Linked DNA regions of Anser cygnoides: region 2 is linked to region 1. Evidence: chromatin contacts called from public Hi-C data. All regions are on one chromosome and are shown on one strand. Each heading gives the region's core, a stretch centred on a gene start, on an enhancer-like site or on the middle of the called end of the contact. The rest is flanking DNA. Distances are from core to core; before and after follow the strand shown.

Region 1 (5,920 bases), core at 2,148-4,647:
GATTAAGAATATTCTTAAAATTATAAACAAAGAAAAATAGGAGTCAAAAATGGAAGAATTGCTTGGGGAAGGAATAGCAGGAACGCCTGCCATGCTGGGTATGTGGTCACTTAGAGGCTGCACACGCTGATCCAAAATCATGACCTGGGTCTTAGCGACTGGCCGTGAGTTGCGTCTGCTGCAGCTCATTCTAGGAGCCTGCCTTGTTTTTCCTCTTACAGAAATTGTAGAAAAGCTTTTCTTCACTTGCATGGCAGTGTTTTGGTAGAAAGTACGTGTCCTGTGGAGCTGCTTGCTGGTGCCGCCTTGGCTGTTAGGAAATTCTGTCACTTGTGCCTTGGACTGGCTGACCATTAGACATGAAAATCGGCCAATTTTCTTCACATTTCATGCAGCTGCTTAGGTGAAAGAGAATATAGTGTAAATCTCCAGCAGGTTTTGATGTCAGGCTGCGTTCTAGAAACAACCACTGCAGGTGTTTGCATGTACCCAGGATTGTGGACAGTATGCAGGGTGCATCCGTGCTGGGATACTGGAGTAGTTTGCGGAGCATCTTCTTTTATTATCCAGACTTCCAATGCTTGCAGGTGATGATGGAAAAGGAGTGATGAACATAAATAATTGCTTGCTTGAACTGGAAAATAATAGCAGCCCAATTATGAAGTATTTATACATTCTGCTTTTGACATCTTAAAAACTACTTTCTATGCGCTTAGCACTGACTCACCGTACCCCTCGCTGTGCGTCCTACCGAGGCGTTTGTCAATAAATCCTCAGCACTTGTTCAGGGGTGTGCTGGCTGCTGCGCTGGGCACATCTGCTTCTCTGCTCAGCGCTGTGGCTAAGTCCAAAATGACCATTTGACTTCAGACTGGCTGCCTTGAAATCCAGTTGAGTAATTTTCCATTCCTGAAGGTATATAAGACCTTTGCCTCTCTAAATTCAATTTGCTTTTCTAGTGCTGTTAGCAGAAGGTGCCAGAGACAAGAAACAGGTCAAATGCAGGCCAAGTCAATTGAGATTAATGCGCATATTTATGTAGGTAAGACTTTGACTGCAGTAGAAACTTGGATTTACTAGTCAAGTATTTTTTAATTATTTTGAAGCAAGCTAAAGACAGTATTAGAAATGTGAGTAAACACAGAAAAAAGCATTAGTGCACCACCATTAATCTAGGGATTTCCCAGGGAAGGATAATTAAAGCAAGATGCTTTGAACTCTGGTAATTAAGTATAGCTGTCTTTTGAACTTTCATAAAGGAGGTCCTGGCTGCCCTCTGAACCTCCATGTGGCCCTTCTCTGCTCCGTACTTTCCCCTGCCTTCCTCTCCCAAATTGTTCTTAGCCCTGATGTGTTCATGTATCCAGTTCAGACCCTTGCTTCGTGGACAGATGTGCTGGGGTGGCATTTGGAGAGCTGAAACGCGCGAGTTGGGAAGGGTAGGATCGCCTCGAGCCAGCCAAGAAAATATGAAAAATGGTAGCATAAGGTGTGCATATCAAGTTAAGTCCTCTGCAGATGAGAATTTTGCATGTATTTGGCAACCTTAATTAAATGCTGCTTTCTTCTTGTTATGTTTTAACACGCATTAGCATTTAATTTATGGTTGCAAATGGACCAAGAAGGGGAAAATTTGTCCAATATGTTGAGGCAAAACTTATTCCAGTAATGAAAAGAAAAAGCAAGATCCTTCTGAGACTGAATGGAGTGAGAAAAGCCACTGTCAGCATAATTTGTAGTAATAGTGTACTATGGGATTTGGGTTGGTTTTGTTTTGTTTTCTCCATGCCATCCAGTGGATGATAGAGGCTGTTAAAGTCCTACTAACAGTACCTTCTCTACACCTCAGTTCATAGATGTCTTTGGGTGAGCATTTACTAGAGTAAATCTCTAGCTTTATTCTCAAGGTGCCTGTTTTTCTTTTTCCATTCTTCTCCCAGTGGTCAGTGGCAACGCGCCTGCTGCACAGTCAGGCCTGGGGTTGGTGCCATCGTTTGTTTCATACTTTCATTGATTCCTAAAATTACTGTTTTTAAACTATAATTAAAAATCTGTGATCGTTCCCTCTATACCTGTTCATCGCGCGTGAAATAAGTATATGCAGTTGCGTTATCTAAAACGTACTTAATTTTTGGTTATTACTATCATAAATCAGCTTTTTTTAAAGTGACATTGTTTTCTGTGTAACATGAAATATCCATACGGGTCAGTAAAGTGTCGAAATTCCTTTTTTTGAGGAGTTAGTCAACTTTTACATGGCTAAGCTGGGATCAGTGAATTAATATGGATTATGTTGCTGCTGCATGTTTAAAATTTATAGTAGAGTGATTCAGAGATCCTGAGGTGAACTTGGGGGAATCACGCAGGGCGTGGTGCGTAACATAAATAAAGATACAATTTGTCCCGAAGACTTTATGATCGAAGGCCTGGCACGATTTCATCTTTTCTTCACGTCTCCGATTACGAATGTCCCCGCCGGGATCAGCTGTTGGCCGGGCTTCCCCTTCCTCGCTGAGGAGTTCGGAGGGCGGTGAGCTGCAGCGTGGCGTGCTCGGTCCGCGGCCCTCGGGTCCTTGCCGAGCTGTCGGCCTGCTCGCTGCTGAGGGGAAGGGTCAGGACGTGGCGTGAAGAGGAGGAATCCAGTGGTTTGGGCTATAAAAAGGTCTGGCTGAGTGCTGCCGTACCCAGGATGGGCTGCTGGTGTAAACACGTGTGAAATCCAGCAGTTGCCACGTGTCCGTCATCTGGGTCGCCCACCGTCACAGCCTCTGGCCTCCTTCAGGCCCGGGAGGCAGCTGCTTTGGCCGTGACGCTTCTCAGGAAAATCAAACTGTCATAAATCAAGGCTTCTGATGTGCCCTGGGATCGATAAGATTCCTCTCGGCTACCTGATGTCACACGTTGTACCAGCGAGCAGGGAGGGCTCTCAGGGATTGCCAGAGTAGCCCCTGTGGCTCCAAACGCTGCTTTCCAGGTTGGGATTTAAAAAAAAAAAAAATCTGCATCAAACTTCGTTCTTCTGTCCGTAACGCTGCATAGGTCTGCGTGAAGAGTGAAATTGTTTTCTTCCTGCATCAGTGCCGCTCAGAGGAAGCCCCAGAAAACAGTCACCAGAGGAAGTTGCAAGAGTGGGAGGGGAAGGGTGTTGCAAAATGCAAAAGGTTTCGGCTGCAATCAGCTTTTCCAATTAAATGTTGTTGTGTGTTTTTTTTCTCACAGATAAGTTTTTAGTTTTTATTGTAGAGGAACCTAGGTTCCATCTTTTCCAAAGGATTTAGGGAGCTTTTTCAGCCATTGCTTGTGTATGTGTGTGGGTTATGTGTTCACGTACTTTCACAGCTTAGTACGGATAAGCACTACCAGAACATAATCTTTTAATTTAGCGCTCTGTTGCCTACTGACCCGTGAAATATTTTAGGTAACTTAACCACAAGTGATTATGTAGATAAGCAGAGATAAGTCTTTAAGAAAAAAATAGCTTTTTATTGTGTTTTAATGTTTTGGAAAACACTACCCATTTTTTTCATTACCCAAGCCCCACCTTTCTTTAAAACAGTATCAATTTTAAAATACAATCTTTTTTTTCCACCTGTGTTGTACTTTGTTCCTCTTTGCTGACTGTTGTTTTCGAAACCTCATTCAGTTTGTAGCATGAATATAAGCTAGGTCATGAGAACCAAAAATCGAAACTGCTTTGGTGCTGCAGTGCTTGTGTTGCCAAGGTTTCATCAGAATCCTTAAAACCAAAAAAAGAAATGCAATTATTCTTGTTGAAAATAGGTATTTCTGTCTTCTGTCTATGTTTATGGTTTTAAAATTAAATGGAAATGCACACTTGGGGTTAAAGCTCCCTGACATTACTCTGAGGGGTTTTTGTCCCCTGAGGTAAGGTCAAACACCAGTAATGTGATCTCTGCTCTGTAAGTTGACTTGTATCCCGTGCTGGTGCTCTGAAGTGCTAGCTAGCCTCGGAAGCGGATAAAGGAAGGCTTTTACACCCAACTAATAAGTACTGAGATTCTTTGTAATATGTAAATATTTGCTAATCACATTTATGACTTGCTGTGGTAGGGGCGTTGTTAATGTAAGTGATTAAATGGGGATGAACAGTTCATTCTTTGGGATGCGTAAGCTCCGTGGTGGCACTGGGAGAGGGCTCGTGCTTCTGTCTCCAGCTGGGAGCCAGCGCTGCTGCTGGCATCGCTGTGCTGTGTGCTGCTCTGCGGGGGGCCCTCTGCCTGCAGATCCTCTGTAGCAGCCCTCAACACCATGAGGAAACGCGTTATTAGAAAGCGTGCAACTCGATGGGCTGGAAGTCTGCTCTGCTGCTGTGGTCCTCGCCCAGTCCTCTTGGGCAGCGGGGCTGGGAGGATGCTTTCTGTGCGCAGCGGTTGGGTTTTTGCCCTGGATCAAAGTGGGAACAGGCAGAAGAATGTAGAAGAGGAAGAAGAAATTAACTTCAGTTCCATCCTTGTTGTTCAGCGCAGCCGTGCTTTGTGAGAGCAGCTTTTTGCATGTGCCACAGGGAGAGGTCTTCCCCCTAGCAGCTCCTGTAGGTCTCCTTCCCTGTGCCGCAGTGAGGACGCCTCTCCAGGAGAGGTGTCTTGCCACGCCATAAAAACAGGCGGTTTGAGCTCGGTATTCAGGTGCTTTTGGGTGAACCCTTACATCTGTATGTGGGTTTTGGTGCTAATACAGAAAAACAATGTAAACCAAGACAGACTTGAGCACTCATTGCAGAGTTCAGTTTTACTGTGCTTTTTGTGAACTTCATGGTATAGAGGGTGGAAGAGAAACAGAGGAAAAGTGGGTGTGAGGTAGGACTGACATGCTTTTCAAGTCTAGTAAGTACAGAAGCTAATTACTGCTTAACAAATGGTTTAATTTATTAGCCAGTCTGGTGCTTTTACTCAGTTTAAGGAGGTGATTTTTTTAAATTGCCTCAGAAATAGCCTGCATGCACAGACTCTGTACCATTTCGTAGGACCAGTCACCCTGTGTACCCAGGCAGAGGTGGCAGCTCTCAGGCGCTCCAAGTGCACTTCAATGTCATTTCTAAATATATGCATGTGTTTGCATATGTAAATAAGACTTACATCCAAGCAAAACGTAACTCACCTCTAAATTAAAACTCTGTCTGGTGAATTGCAGTGTACTGGGTACTTATTAAAAATATGCAACTACAAAAGAAATAGGAATAGCAAAAGAAAATTTGCTTTTAAAGGAACAAGTATGGGGACAGGGAAACAACGAACCGACTTGGTATCTGTGGGTGACCGACCTTCTCTTAAAGTGAGGTTTTAGGGACGCAATTTGCGTGTGTGTGTAAAGAGCAGTGTAATCTCAGTGCTCCTGCTGTCTGCACGGCCGTAGCACCATGCTGGTGCAAGCAAGCAAGAGGATGGAGCGAGGCATGGAAGCCCTGTGGTGTGTGAGCACACTCCTCTGCGGCTGTTGGTGCTCTTTGTAGTCCTGCCACCCAGAACAGGAGCTCACCACGGGCTCTCCATCTTTAAAAGCTGTCGCACAACAGTGAAAGGATACCCGAATGCGTATGACTAAAGTAGTTTGTGTCTGCAAGGTTAAGTACAAAAGTTCAGTTCTGAGACTTAACACATGCAAGTAGCATTTATGGCCATGTGGCAGAGCATATTGTATGCGTCAAACCCTCATTCTAGGCTTTTTTCTTTTTTCTTTTTTCTTTTTTTTTTTCCCCACTCCAGCTCGATCTGAAAAACACTGGCAGGCTGTCGGAGAGCATGGCAGTGCAGCCCGCAGCAGGCCGGTGCTGCTTCTGGGGCATGGGGTGGGCACATAGTAGGTCACCGTCCCCACCTCAGCAAGGCTCACGTCCTCGGGTGAAGGTGCCGTCCTCGTGTTTTGGGTGGATATCAGCAGCCCATGATGCCATCTCACTTTT
Region 2 (5,801 bases), core at 3,237-5,736, 82 kb before region 1:
GTCAGGAAGCGCCAAAATCAGCAGCTTTTGGTAATCGTTTCCATTTAGATAGATTCTCTCCGCGAAGAAACCTGACCAACTTGCCCGGCAGGAAATAGCAACATGGGGTTCTCTGCTTAACTGCACTCTGTCAAGGAAAAGAGAGCAACAGAAAAACCCAGAAGTCCTGAGGGTCACATTCTTCAACTCACATGACAGCATTTAACATCTAGTGAAATGAAACCAGAGTTATATATGGACAGAGGCAGCTTGAGGCAGGAATGCAGCAGACAATGGCAGCTGCAGAAAAAGCCTTCCCCCTACCTGCCCAAGTTTGGATCTCCTAAAGAGGAAACACGATGCTGCACATCGCTCCCAGGGCACAGACAAGCCTGGACCCAACGCGCCCCAGTGCCAAGCCGAGGGCAAAGGTTCCGATTCAGTTGCATTTTGCTCTCTTGCACCCTGGGGTAAAAGAGAGCTTTGGGCGTGAGCCAGGAAAGCTTCAGGTCTTTTGTTTCCTGAAAATGGCTGAGGAGGGAAAAAGCCTTAGCAGTTCTTAGGTCTCCCAACAGAGCAGGCAGAAGAGCGAAACTAGCAAACGAACAAACTGGGGAGGCAGAAGGCAGTTCAGACATTTAAAATTAACGTCACGGACTACAAAGATCTTAGCCACAGAAGCAGCACACAACAGAGCTGCCGCCACGAGTTACCCCCCTCAGCCCAGCCGCTCCTGTCTTTAGTGCCCAGGACTGGCTAGTGCAGAGCAGCCTCCGAAGGGAAGGGTCGCTGTGGCATCCTCCTTCCCTGCCTCTCCAAAGCCCCCTCTGCATGGGATCTAAGAGCTTTAGCACAAGGCAGCAAATTCCAGCAAGAACTGGATCTAGCAAAGGGAAAGCTCTGCAGCAACCAGGCTTAAGAGCACATTTCGGTTGGGAGGTGCTAATGGAGAAACTAAAGCCCATATAATGCCTTTTCCTCCCCCCGTAAATCCGTCCTTTCCAACAGCCAGGATGGGGACAGCAAGTGCTCTGGCAAGCTCCCTTTTCTCCCTGGAAACAGTCTGATGAGAAGTTGCTGGTGGTACATCCACGCTGATTTGTTGCAAGAACATAAAACCTTAGTCTCCTGAACAGGCTCCAGAAACTTTTTCCAGCATGATGTTTCTCAGGTTACTCACGCTTTTATGCTAGAATCATTAAAGTGAGGGAATGAAGGATGACTCTAGTTATCCCTGGCTTGTAGTTTTTATTGGGAAGGAAAGTATAATCGTTCCCATAATCCATCTATCCATACCTGGTGGGCATCTCCAGAGGGCACTATGTAGGCTTGGACAGGCTCCTGGACATACTTGGGACTCTTCATCACCTGCCGCAGTTGTTTCAGCAGCTCTGTTGTAATTTTTGGACTCATCTTCCCACCTGCAGCTAGAACAAAGCACAAAAACTTCAGAGGTTCTCCAGCCATCCCTGGCCTCTCACACACAGCTGGAGGCTGCCACCACAGGAAACTCCCTTTGAGGACAATTGTACCAGTGTCACCTTCTGCTGTGTCGTCATTTCACTCGAGAACAAGAAAAAGGGCCACAGAACCAAACCTGGTCTGTGCTGTTCAGGCCCTTTACCACCCGGTGAAGGACTGGCCCGCCAAGTGGGGACACACACCAGGTGAACACACACGCCATCCCTGCTTGGCACCTGGAAGCAGAGCAGCTCAGACATGCCCAACAGCTTGAGGAACCCCATGACAGCCAACAAAGGTCTTGGCACGTCACGTTGAAGGCTCCAAGTCCCCACAGGTCAGTCACGCACACAGGTAGAAACTCTGTCTTTTTCACTTTGGGGGTAGAAATGTTGTGGCTCATTCTCCGCAGGAGCACACAGTGCAGGGAGGGTGAGCCGTGCATTTTGGGGACTCGGAACCAGAGCAGGTAAAGCAATTTTTAGAAGTTTCACTCTAGCACAGGATTTTGTACTGAATTGGGGACCGGATTAACCCAGACAAAAGAAATCTGTTCCCAAGGACATACACAAGGATTTTGTTGGGTGTATTCATACTGGGTGCATGTCAGCTCACGCAGCGAGAGCCCAGCTGTAACAGGAGGAACAGCCCACTGAGCTCTCACAGGTGACTGCCAGGGGACAAGGGTGGCTTAAAGGAACCTTCCCTAAAGACCTTTGGCAAATGCTCTGCTGAGCTCAGCTGGGATAAAGGAGCCAGGAGTGGGGCACAGCGTGGATGGAAAGGAAAACAAGGGCACAGACCAAGCACACTCCCTCGCCCTGGTTCTGCAATGGGTGCACCTTTAGTATTGCAATGCACGGCAGCCTCCCAATCTGCTTCCCAAAAAACATCAGCAGCTGGAGCCCCGTGCAGGGACACGGAAGGCCACGCTGCTGGGAAGCCAGAGCGAAGGCTGAGGTGCCTCGCTCCGCAACGAGCTGCAGAGGTTGTGTAAGCTGTGGGGGAGGCCTGGCCTGAAAGCCTATGAAAATCAAGTGATGCCTTCAGAGACTCTCTCTGCCTTTTCCTCACTTACCTCTCGATACTGTGCCCAAAAAATCCCCTTCCCAGTCCTCTGCCCACCCCTTTCACACATACAGGTGCAGACCGGGATGCTGTAACCTCAATGCCATCACTCCCAGCGCAGGGTGGGCAGGCTCTGTGCCGCCTGAACACCACACTGCACAGCATTTTATTCTGACCAGTTCGTTCCACAGCTCATTCCGCAGCTATGTCCACAAACACCGAACAGATGGCAGAAGCAAACAGCAGGCAAGTCTCAAACATTTTTTGCTTATACACACTCTTATTCTACTTACACCTCAGTAACTACCAGAAGCCCCCAGAAACATTACTGTCTTGGGCCAAAAGACAGTAAAGCACAGTCCTGTGATGCTTGCCATCTAAACAGGGAGGCAGAAGACATGCCACCATTTCACAGAGCCATAGGAACGCAGCGTGATCTGACAAAGGCCACGCAGCAACACTGTGACTGAGCCAGGAACTGCACTAAAACCTGCTGCTTTCAGGTGTGGGAGTCTCTACCCGAAACCATCACTCGTACTCCTCGTCACAAGAAGCTCAGAGCACACAGACTCACGTGTGACAAGCTGGCTGCATGCTGGCACACCGTGCTTTAAAACCCAGTTCACAAGGAGCAAAGGAGGCTCAAAAGCGTCACACACTGCACCATCAAAATGATAACCTGACCCCAGTGGCTTCGCTGGGATTAGATTACATTTCAGATTTATTCTCAGAACAAATTTCATATTTTTTCCACAGCGTGTGCAAACTACGCTGCACTTTATTATATTGTGATTGTTTCTGTCCGTCCTTCATAACAAGCTCCTGTAGGATTTTATAACACCGCTGCTGATTTATTTAGAGAGAAAAAACATAGAAGAGGGAGAACAACAACATTATGACCAGCCAGGAGATTTACTTTTTTATTTTAAATAAACTCATGAGGACACAGCTTCCTTTCTCAACCCGTGCTTTGTCTCCAGGAGCTTGAAGGTCTCATTTGAACGGGCAAGAACGACAAGGCTTTGCCTTTTAATTAAGCCCCTTGCTGACAAGGCCCGGTTTTCTTAGCAAGCAAGAGGTTCTCTCGAGGAGAGAAAAAAATAGATCGAAAAAGTGCTCACTGTTGAAAGATTTGCTATTAAAAACAGAACGCAGCTTGATTAGCAGTGAAAAGCATATCAGGGAGGACCTTGATTTTAGATAGCCCGTAGAGCGTAAGAAAAAAAATTAAAAAGTCAGCATGAAAAAAAAAAAAATTCCACGAACTTTCCAGTAACGTTGTCTTTACCTCGCAGAGAAGGCCGAGCTATTTTCTGTCAGGCCTTCGCTAGCCCTTTGCTGCGGCCCCTCTGTAACTACGAGCCCCCGTGAAGCTACCGCGGCCTCCTCCCTGCCAGCCGTTACTGACCCCAGGGCTCGCAGCCCCGCAGAGCCGGAGCTCAGGCAGCGGGCGCCGCACGGCCCCGACCAGCAGCACGGCCCCGTCCCTGCCCCGGCGCTTCCCGAGGCACCAGGCCCCGGTTACCTGCCCCGCCGCCGCCCCCCGGCTCCCCGTGCCGCCGCTCACCGAGCTCCATCCCGCGAGCCGCCGGGCCTCGGCGACCCGCGCCCGGGGAGCCAAAGGGCGAGCCCGCACGGCACGGCGACCTCTGCCCGCACCGCACCGCACCGCCCGGCCCGGCCCCGCGGGGCCCTACAGGCAGGGCCGCGGCGCTGCGGCGGCCGGCGGGGGGACGGACGGGGCCGGGCCGCCGGGAGCCGCCGCCGCCGCCTCCCCCGGCCCCCGTGACCCGGCCCCGGCCGCGCAGCCCCCGCCCGCCCTCACCTGCCGCCCAGGCCCGCCGCTGATGACGTCGCGGGCGACGTCACGGGAGCGCGGGGCGGAGTGTTCGCGTCACGGCGCGTGACGTCACGGCGCGTGACGTCAGCGGGCCGCCTCGCTCGCCGCCCTCAGCGTCCCTCGCTCGGTCTCCTCAGCGCGGTCCCTGCGCGGGGCCGGGCGCTGAGTGGGTACCGGCGGCCCTCTGGAGGTTAAAATGAAAGCAATGAGGAAATTCAAACGGAAATGTTAAAATAAATGAAGTCATTGCTTCGATGGCGCTGTGCTTGGTGTGGTGACCAAAACGCCACCCGCCTTCCTCTCCTCTCTTCTTTCTCTTCCCAGTTAGGGGCTCGGCTTGATGAGGCGCACGAGGAGGCTGCGCGCACACTGCCCAAAGCACTGGGAGCCAAGTGCGGCTCCGAGAGCTGCAGTTATTAAGCCCTTGGTGTCACAGGGCCGTGTTGTGACAGCTTCTGTACCCACCCGTGGCTTCTAATAATACTTGACTGGCTGAATGTTAAAATTCAGACAATTTCCTTCCCTTCCTGGCGCCATGAATAATTTCAAGCTGATCAGGCCCAGCACTGCCAGCCGGCTGAGGGAAGGAACTGTCCTGCTCTGATCTGTGCTGGGGCGGCCTCGCCACCAGCACTGCCGTGTGCAGTCCTGGGCACCACAACATGAGGGCATAAAACTACCAGAGAGTGTCCAAGGGCGGGCTACAGAAATGATGAGGGCAAGGTGTGTGAGGAGCAGCTGAGTTCCCTTGGTTTGTTCAGCCCAGAGCAGAGCAGGCCGAGGGGAGGCCTCATGGCGGCCTGCAGCTCCCTCACGAGGGGAGCGGAGGGGCAGGCGCTGAGCTCTGCTCTCTGGGGACAGCGACAGGACCCGAGGGAACGGCATGGAGCTGGGACAGGGGAGGGTCAGGCTGGGGGTTAGGGAAAGGGTCTGCACCCAGAGGGTGGTCGGGCACTGGGACAGGCTCCCCAGGGCAGTGGTCGTGGCCCTGAGCCCATCAGAGTTCAAGAAGTATTTGGACAACGCTCTCAGACACAGGGTCTGATTTTTGGGTGGTTCTGTGTGAAGCCAGGGGTTGGACTTGGTGATCCTTGTGGGTCCCTCCCAACTCAGATATCCTGTGATTCTGTGATTCTGTGATGGGTATTCTCGTAGGAACCTCATTCCAGAAGATGAGCATCTTGTAAGAACAGATGTATAGGGGCCAGGAAGCATTTCACAGACATCTCATTACGCTGCAGCAGGCAGCACCAAGGCTGTTCGATAGGTGGAGGACCCAAAAAAAAAAAAAGACTTTTTTTTCTGTCAAAAAAAAAAAAAGCAGAAATGAGACCTAAACCCTTGAGTTCCCAGTTCCTTTATTTCACCCAGCAGACCTGGAGGGCCTCCAGGCACCATGGTTTGTGCCCCTGCTTTCCCCATCCTGGAGGAGAAGAGGTCCAGAGATCTCTTT

What was found. Hi-C and Micro-C count contacts between places; a contact is called where the count stands out from the background.
Region 2: a contact with region 1 is called in a Hi-C map of liver, with 1.6 times the contacts expected there. The contact joins the promoter of XPNPEP1 here to the enhancer-like site in region 1. A contact is called at or near these places in 5 of 7 Hi-C or Micro-C datasets (fetal liver, granulosa cells and liver).

The regions. Positions count from the first base shown.
Region 1 is chr7:11,105,953-11,111,872 of Taihu_goose_T2T_genome, reverse strand. All of the region lies in intron 1 of ADD3 (adducin 3), which reads left to right. Among named protein-coding and RNA genes, the nearest start is that of MXI1, 48 kb to the right of the region's middle. Within about 2 kb of position 3,397, at least 1 of the 3 cell types and tissues checked has open chromatin away from gene starts, as enhancers often do. A contact at or near this core is called in liver, where this site is marked.
Region 2 is chr7:11,189,249-11,195,049 of Taihu_goose_T2T_genome, reverse strand. XPNPEP1 (X-prolyl aminopeptidase 1) reads right to left here and starts at 4,486. Exons shown (of 20, transcript XM_013174537.3): 1 at 4,334-4,486; 2 at 1,276-1,406. The coding sequence starts at 1,392.